Linked DNA regions of Gossypium hirsutum: region 1 is linked to region 2. Evidence: chromatin contacts called from public Hi-C data. All regions are on one chromosome and are shown on one strand. Each heading gives the region's core, a stretch centred on a gene start, on an enhancer-like site or on the middle of the called end of the contact. The rest is flanking DNA. Distances are from core to core; before and after follow the strand shown. Region 1 holds the start of LOC107909636 (spermidine synthase 1). Region 2 has its middle 3.5 kb from the start of LOC107908253.

Region 1 (4,579 bases), core at 376-2,875, 45 kb before region 2:
AGACCTTTTCAACCTTTAAGGAATGCGCCTCTCCTGCATATTTCATATAAAACAGAGCCACTAAAGATATTTTTCTTCTCAGATACTAAATAAAAAGAAAGTATCATTTCAGTGAATTATTATGCTACTTCCTCCCTTGCATCTTTCTTAATTTCAAGTAACTTACAAAGCCTACTGCATGGAACCCCCCGTGCACACTAAAAAGACCCTAACTTGCAAAAGTAACACCAGCCTCGTACTCCACAACTTTCACAGTAACTACTAAGAAAGAACCCATAAATCCAAGAATCAAGACGGGCAGCAATGGATTAACATATTGAATTATGAATGAATATAGATCAGACGTCGCTATTAAACTAATAGTACACACTCCCAAATAAGAAAAATACACACAAGTGACAACATGCAAGCAGTATGCACTTCGAGATGTCAATCATATAAACAAGCAAATGTACACAAAGAAGCGTAAACGCTTAACATTCAATGAAAATGTAGTTAACTAGTAGTTAGACATATAAAAATGAAGTTTTTTTTTCCTTTTTCTTTTTCACTATAAAGAATCACAAACAGACCCACTACACAAGCAGAAATGACAACCAAGTTACATGAGATGTGCAAAATAATAACATCCTCAATATGGGAGATGGGACCATTTGAGAACCCTTTTTTTCCCCTAAAGAAGAGCCAAAAACAGAAAATATCAGATAAGAACGCACATCAGAAATGACGAATAAAAGGGGGAACGAAGTTGAAAAGAACCCAACCCATGAATTCAATCGAAATAAGTATCGCCCTTAGATGGAACCAATATCTTACACAATCAAAATAAGCACAATAAAATAAAATAAAATATTTTCATTCAAATCAGTTGAAAGCCAAATAAAAAGCACAGAAACTTGCTCACCATAATCTAAAACAAATCAATAACCACAAAAAATATACATAGATTAAAACATACATCGAAAATCAGAAAGGAAAAAAAACCAGATTTAAGAAAAAAGCCCTCTTTGGCGAAAATCAGAAAGGAAAAAAAAACCAGATTTAAGAAAAAAGCCCTCTTTGGAATCGAAGCAGAGAAAAAAAAAACACTTTACATTCTTTTCTCCAAAAGGAAACGTAAAGAAAAGATTAGGAGAAATAATGGGGAATCAGGAGAGTTGAAAAACGAACCAGGCCACATTGGGCTAATCTCAGAGAACCATCCAGGAATAACAGAGGAAATCCCATCAACTTCCTTGGAAGTGTTATTGGTATCAGCTTCCATTTCCATGGCAACAACAGCAGCAGCAGAAGAGACCCCGTTTTCTTCGTCTTCTCTGGGCCTTTTAACGGGCAAATCAGCACAACTTACAGGGGCACCGCTCTCTTCTGCCATTGAGACACCTATTTGTTTCTGTTTTAGAAATACAAAAAAATTGGGAAAAAGACCTAAAAAGAATCGGAAAATAGAAAATCTCGGGTTGGCTGGATACAGGTCACTGAAAGAGAAAAAGAGGCCACACTATATCGGTCTTTGGTCTTGCTTTATAGTAGCATCCAGACGCCTGTTGCTGCAAGGGCTGGGCTGTTTAGGCCTTCGCCAAATAATATTAATATAATATAAATTAAAAAGCAGAAAAAAGAATATTTGAGGAAGAAAAATCAAAATTTCAATTTATATCGTCATATATGGATTACGAAGAATCTGCTTGCAAACGACGCGTCTTTTGTGTGTGGACTGGGATTGTGACTTGTGAAGTTGAGATTTTCTTCCTCTTTTTTACTTCAATTATTAAATTATTACAAAAATATTCATTAGTTTTTAATAATGCCGAGTTGGATTCTGAACAATAAAGAATTTTCCAATTTAGTAAAATTGAATCAAATAAACAAAATCATTACCAGTATTATTACTGATAATAAATGATAAGGTTCTCAATTAGGGTTGGGATTGGGATGAAATCATGTTTCGTTGGGATTATCAATGAAATTTTTATTTAATAACAAATATTATTTTGCTTTATGTCAGTGTGAAAAGTTGGGGAATATCTAGGCGTAATAAAGCTACTGTTGGTGGATGATGCCGATATTTGTTAGATTTTCCCTTCTTTTTTATTTATTTGTCTGTTTTTGTTGCCTTCTCAAAATATAAAATGCTTTGCATGTGGGTTGGATACCATGGAATATATGGGATTGTAGACTTCAATCTTATCATCTTTACTATTTTATTTGGTCACGGGGGATTTATTGTATTTATTTCAAGCCTTCATCTTCCTTTGTCATGCATTGTAAGAAGTTGCATGATTACGAAGGTTAAGAGTAAAGATGAGAGAAATGAAGAAACGTGGTATTATCACTTTTGTTGTAAAACGACAACTAGAGTCTATTTATGGGTAGGAAAATAATTGTTTTTATGTGGTTTTTTAGGGAGTGCTTATTTGTATTTCTAGGGAATACATTGTTGAGTTTATTATACTTTGTTACTTCAAGTAGTTTTGGAGAGGTTATACTTGTAAGTGAGGTATTTAAGAGAGAGTGAGTGTACACTATTGGGCAACATTAAGGTTACAATTATCTAGTGAGTATTGCGTACGTTGGGATTAAAGCAACTGTTGTATCGAAAAAATATTTAAAGGATTCAATTCTTTTAATAAGGCTCTGCAGAGATAAAATTATTTAATCTAAACAATATCAAGAATTTTGGTCTCTCAATTTTTTTTACTCCCTTATTTAACTTGCAAAACAACTTTGTTAAAAACTTGTTACAACATTTGATTCAACAACTTTTTCCAACAAGATTCGGAAACATCTCAAAAGGCCAATGTTTGTATTTTCATTTGAATGTTGATTTGAATTTCATCAATGTTAATATTTGAAGACTATTAACTTGCTTATTAAAGATATGGTCAAATCTGATCCTGACACTAGAAAAGTACATTATTTGACATAACGAATATGTTGAAATAGTAAATCAAACAAAGTAGAACACACATTCTAATGTCGATCCGATTTTTGTTAAAGATTATGTTGCAACAAAAAATACAAGTGAAGGTATATTTATCCCTCAACTGACTTTTAGACAAATTAAGCTCAAATTTATAAGGGTTAAATATAAAATTAGTACCTGAATTTATCCACTTCTCCCATATTGGTATTTATAATTTTTTTGTCCTAGATTGGTACCCGAACTTATTTTCCATCTACTAAATCAGTACTAAGTCTAACGCCGTTCAGTCATAAATGATGTCATAGTGATCTCATAATTTAAAAAAATTTAAAAGAAAAAACTTTTTTGTTCTTTTGACTTTTCTCCCCCCCCAAATTTTTTTGACCTTCTTTTTTTCCCTTCTTTCTTCTTCCTCCCTCAAACCCAAGTTGCTACCTCCGTCGTTGTTGGTGGTTGGCCTCCTTTTCGGCCTGAAAATGGCATCAGAGTGTCAATCAATGATTTTTGTCTTCTCCAACTTCATCTCCATCCTTTGTCAGACTTCTCAAATTTGAAAAACTTTCAATTTTTTAATCAAAAGCTTCTTTATTTCTCTTTCATGTTTCTTCTAAGGGAGGTGAAGATTGAGCATTAATGTTTGAGAAAACAAATCAGAGGAAATGAAAGAACAAGAGGAAAATGTTGACTAGTTGAAATTTCTCCCCAAAATAGCTCTTCTATCTTCCAAATGTATCTATCAAACAAGAAAAACTGAATCAAAAGATAACAGTAGTTTCAAATCTCTTGAAATTTGTTCACCGTTTTTCTTACAAATTCTCAAAAACTTCAACAAAATAAAAAGAAATATTCACGATTAGTTACCAAAGGTAGCAAAAAACTTTCTTCCAATCTCTTTAAGTGTATCTGCAAAAAAAAAATTGAAAATCTAGGTTTTTTTTCTCGAGAAACAAATAGAAAAAATAAATGGAAGAGAAGGGTCTTAAGGTTAAGGAAGGAAAATATTGGTGGAAAAAAATTGTTCACTGTCACTACCAAACAAGAAGAAGAAACTTGGGTTCAAGGAAAAAGAAGAAGAGGAATAAAAAAGGGGAAAAAAGGAACGTAAAAAAAAATTGGAGGGAGGGGAGAAAAATCAAAAGGAAATAAAGTTTCTTTTTTCAATTATGACATCACATGACGTCATTTATAGCACGTGTCACAATCTTATTCTACCTCGTGTTTTAAACTTAACAGTGTTAGACTTGCGTACCGATTTAGTTGACGGAAAAAACGTTTGAGTATCAATCTGGGACAAAAAAAAACCATAATAACCAATTTGGGAGATGTGGACAAGTTCAGGTATTAATTTTATATTTAACCCTTTTTATAACGATGAAGTGGAAATAGCCCTTGCTCAACTATTAAAGGGGCAGCACAATGTCAAGAAGGTCATATTTGCTAAATTTATTTACGACTTAGAGAAGACGACATGGTAGGCAAATTTTCTTTAGTATTTTTGCCAAAAAAGAGGAAGAGTAAAAGTTATGGGCAGCAAATGACAATATTTTGAAATTGGTGTTGTGGTTATGCTTCTTTAGTTTTTTAGGTTATCATTCTGAAGTTGACTTTTGTTTCTAAAATGTTATAACTCTGTTGCCTACTAGATGATTGTTA
Region 2 (4,108 bases), core at 1,197-3,696:
TCATCTTAAGGGTAAGTCCCTTATCTCATATCTTCTTAAGTTGGCTTGGAATGCTTATGTGCGTTCCATCTGGTGCGAAAAAAATGGTAGATTATTTGGTAGACCTGCAAATTCTGTGGATCATTTGTTAGCAAAATTCGGGAAGTGGTCCGATGCCATCTTTCTGGAAGGTTTATTAATTCTTTGGATCATTGTAATAGGCAGCTTTATTTGAACTAGAATTTGCTGAATTGATTTTTGTTTTTCTTTGATTCTTTGATTAGTTGTACAGAACATTGTTGTTCTTAATTCTTTGTAGTAGGTTTACTGTTTCTTGGATAAAATACAAATACTTATCCAAAAAATAAGAATAATAAATAAAAATTAAATCAATTGATTTTTATTATAAAATAAAAATAAAAATAATCAAATATAGTTCTTGAATTAAACTTACATTGAATCACCGGTAATTAAAGATGAAATTAATTTTATCAATATTTTAGCAAGGTTTTTCTTGAATTAAAATTATTTTTTGTAATTATTTTAATTGTAAGACTAAAATTAAGAATAACCATTTTTATTTAAAAATATGAAGTTAATATATGTAGGCATAGGAGAACAGGAACAAAATAGGCAGCCTCGGGATGCTTCATTGCGAAAGCTAATGTTTTAGGAATAATTTACAATATTCGTCCAAAAATATATATAGGATAACGGGAAGAGAATATTTCGAGTTTATCAGAATGGAACCATTCTTTCTTTATTTGAAAGCATAAACACTTTTCGTTTTTTAATTTTTAAATTATTTTAGTTATTTAGTTAAATTTTTTGTTTTCTTTTATTTTTAATTTTTTTGAATTTTTTGTAGAAAGAGATTTGACTAATAAAAAAATTCTCAACGCGACCCGATATTTTCTTTTTCTAAATCACCTCAAAATAAATGAGAAGTTAATATTTTTTAACTTTGCTGACATTGAATATATGTGGACTGTCACGTGGATGATTTGTTTAATTAGTTTTTTTAATTTTAAAAATTAAAATATATAAACTATTTTTAAAAACTAAAAATCATTAAATTATTAATATTTTAATATTTTTAATATTTAAAAAATTAATTAAATGTTTCATCTACATAACAATCCACGTGTATGTCATATCAGTAAAGTCAACAAGCGATAAATTTTCTATCAATTTGGGGTAATTTGACAAAAATGTAAATTCAAATACCACAAGAGACGAAAATTAAATGGAAGGCTAAAATTTTTTTTTTTATAAAGTTAGAGGGCCAAAAAATCATTACACATGAAAAAAAATTACTCGTGTTAATTTCTATGGAAATTTCAATTAATTTTCTAGTTTTAAATTTGGTAGAATTTTGGTTTTCAATTTAAGAGAGAGAAATAAAATAGTTCATAGGAAGAAATTAAAAAGAATTGTGAATTTTATGATGAACCATAAAATAGAATGATTTTAATTAAAGTTTAATTTGATGATCTGATTTTTCTATATAAATAGATAGATAGATACAGATACCAACCATGGCAGATCGAGGTTGAGATCTCATTTCGGCAACTTGAATCGGACCAACGTCTAATCTGACAATTCAACTTCCTAACGCATTCTCCATTTTTTTTCCCTTTATTTTATTTTTAAAATATTAAATGTGCAATATTTGTTTGAGAGGAGAAAACCATTCTATATTGATTTTGGTAGAGCATGGGCATGGGTGACACTGCATAGATATTTGTACATATAATATAAGGTAGCAAATATCAACGTCTACAGCTTATTGCTCTTTTTTATTATTTTGTAAAGTATATTGTTCTACACGTAGCCGGATAGCTCTAGAAAACGAACATTTGAGGTGTGGTAAGCAAGCAAGACGAAAGTTGAATTGAGTCCACCGTAATAACTACTTTCTTAGTCACTTAATTTTTTAGATTTTTTTATTTTAATTATTTTAAAAAAAGCTTTAGTTTAAAGATCTAACGTTTAAATAATTAAAATTATATTTTTTTACAACAATAACTCGATTAAAAAGATATTTTTTTGAATAATCAAGATAAAAACCCCCAATTAGGTTGTGTACCTAATAACAATAATAATATTCCACTTATACAGATTGTGAAAAGAACCGATGGTGTTTGGTCAAAATCCCAAAAAGAAGGAAGGTGATGGATAGATGGATGGATGAGTTTACGTGGGCGGCGTAATTTGGCATGGGGGTTTTCACACTTTGTAAGTCCATCATCAAATTAAAATGATGAGCTTCCAAGAAATTAGAGTCTGGCAGTCGGGTGAAACACACGCAAGAAACGATCCATTTGCCATGCAACTGTTGATGATGATGCTGATTTTATTTTTAATTATTATTCGAAAGTAGTAAGTTTCCACGACAACCAACTCTGACAATGTCAAATGATATATCTATCCCCTACCACCAAAGCTTAGCGACCAACTCCTCCACTGACTGCTGTCCTTTATTCGTTTTTGGTCGGCAAATTTGAGAGGGGGTCCCTCAACATGGCTTGATTGCCTTCTTTTTTACTTTCCTTTCTACACTTGCCTCTCCTCTATTATTCTTTTTCTATGGTCGGTTCAATTTATTGCAATTGTGCCATTTAGATTTTAGGTTTTTTTTTTTCACTTATTTTTTCAAACAAAAAAACTCTCGAGCATTATTTGGTAATGCCTCAAAGTCTTCAATTCAGTACTGTCATAGATATTAGAGATTAATATGTTTAAAATTTTGTAAAAGTACCACAAAACTCCCTATATTATATCACAAATTGTATTTTAGTTCTTCTATTAAAAAAAAAAGGTAAATTAATTCTTGTACGTAAACAAAACAATCATTCTTTTAAAATTGCACCTAAATGTTTATTTTGATATTTATATATAAAATATAATAACAAATTTAGCCCTTAACATTTATACATATTCACCAATTTTTAAATTCCATTTTTTTAACAATATATTAGTATTCCAAATCTTCCTGTTGTGCATTTTTCAATTATTTCGTATATTATTTCAAGTACAAAGCTATTTTCATGTCAGTTAATATCTTTTAAATTGAATATCCATATCATTAGAAAACTTTGAAAACGCAAATTGAATCCATAACCAAAAGGAAAACTGGAAAAGTGCATTCAACTAGAAATTTTCAGAATCAGACCGGTGATTGAATCGGTTAGATCATCGATTCGATTAAATAAATTATTAAAAATTTTATAAAAATAAAAATTATTAAAAATTCAATTCAATCGATTTTTACCGAGTTCCTATAGATTCTGAGTCAACCTATTTAAAACCCATCACTAGAACAATACTTTAATCAATTTTCAATCCAATCAATTCAACCGATCAGTTCAATCTGATTCAGACAACCTTATCGAACGGAATGCATTACAGTGCAGCAATGCCAATTTTTTGAAACGAAGTGCTGCTCTCCCATGGAGAGTTGATGCCAGGGCCCACGCAGCTCATATTTCGAATAGAATGTATCAAATTGGTCACTGAAAAATTGGTGGTGCAAAATAAAAATGAAGAAATATTGAAGAAGATAAAAACAATTGTAGATGTTAAAATCACAGAAACTTCAATTGGAGTATTTTATTAGTTTTCAACTTAAATTTTTTAATAAAAATTATAGAAATTTTAAAATTTTAATGACTTTTTTAAATATTTTTTAAATTTTAAAGAGTTTTCTTTTATTTTTAAAATTTGTTACTGGGCTTTTTTTTCACTTTAGCCTTATTAGTTTTAAAATTTTCTAATTTATTTCTAATAAAAAAGTAAGGGTTAAATTAAATAAATATATAAATGTTAATGGCTAAATTTGTTATTACATCTCATGTACAATTTTAACAGAGAGATTATTTTCCTCACTCATCTAACATACAAAAACTAATTTACTATTTTTCTTAATAGAAAAACTAAAAAGCAATCCACGTAAAATACAAATGATTTTGTGATACTTTTTTTTATCAAATATTTATAATTCTAAACTTTATATCACAAATAACATATTTACACATATCATTATAACAGAGTGTAACTTAGGCTAGGTTGATATTAAAATATTACCTTTTAGATATCCAATAAAAAAATTTATTTCATTTTTTAGAGT

Evidence for each region. A called contact is a pair of places that touch in the nucleus more often than the background predicts.
Region 1: a contact with region 2 is called in a Hi-C map of leaf, with 2.4 times the contacts expected there. The contact joins the promoter of LOC107909636 here to the enhancer-like site in region 2. A contact is called at or near these places in 10 of 34 Hi-C or Micro-C datasets (cotyledon, fibers, leaf and 2 more).

What each region holds. Positions count from the first base shown.
Region 1 is chrD02:61,454,870-61,459,448 of Gossypium_hirsutum_v2.1, reverse strand. It overlaps LOC107909636 (spermidine synthase 1), which reads right to left and starts at 1,625. Exons shown (of 9, transcript XM_016837246.2): 1 at 1,171-1,625; 2 at 1-33. The coding sequence starts at 1,375.
Region 2 is chrD02:61,411,484-61,415,591 of Gossypium_hirsutum_v2.1, reverse strand. No RefSeq gene overlaps it. Among protein-coding and RNA genes, the nearest start is that of LOC107908253, 3.5 kb to the left of the region's middle. Within about 2 kb of position 2,446, at least 5 of the 9 cell types and tissues checked have an H3K27ac peak or open chromatin away from gene starts, as enhancers often do. A contact at or near this core is called in cotyledon and leaf, where this site is marked.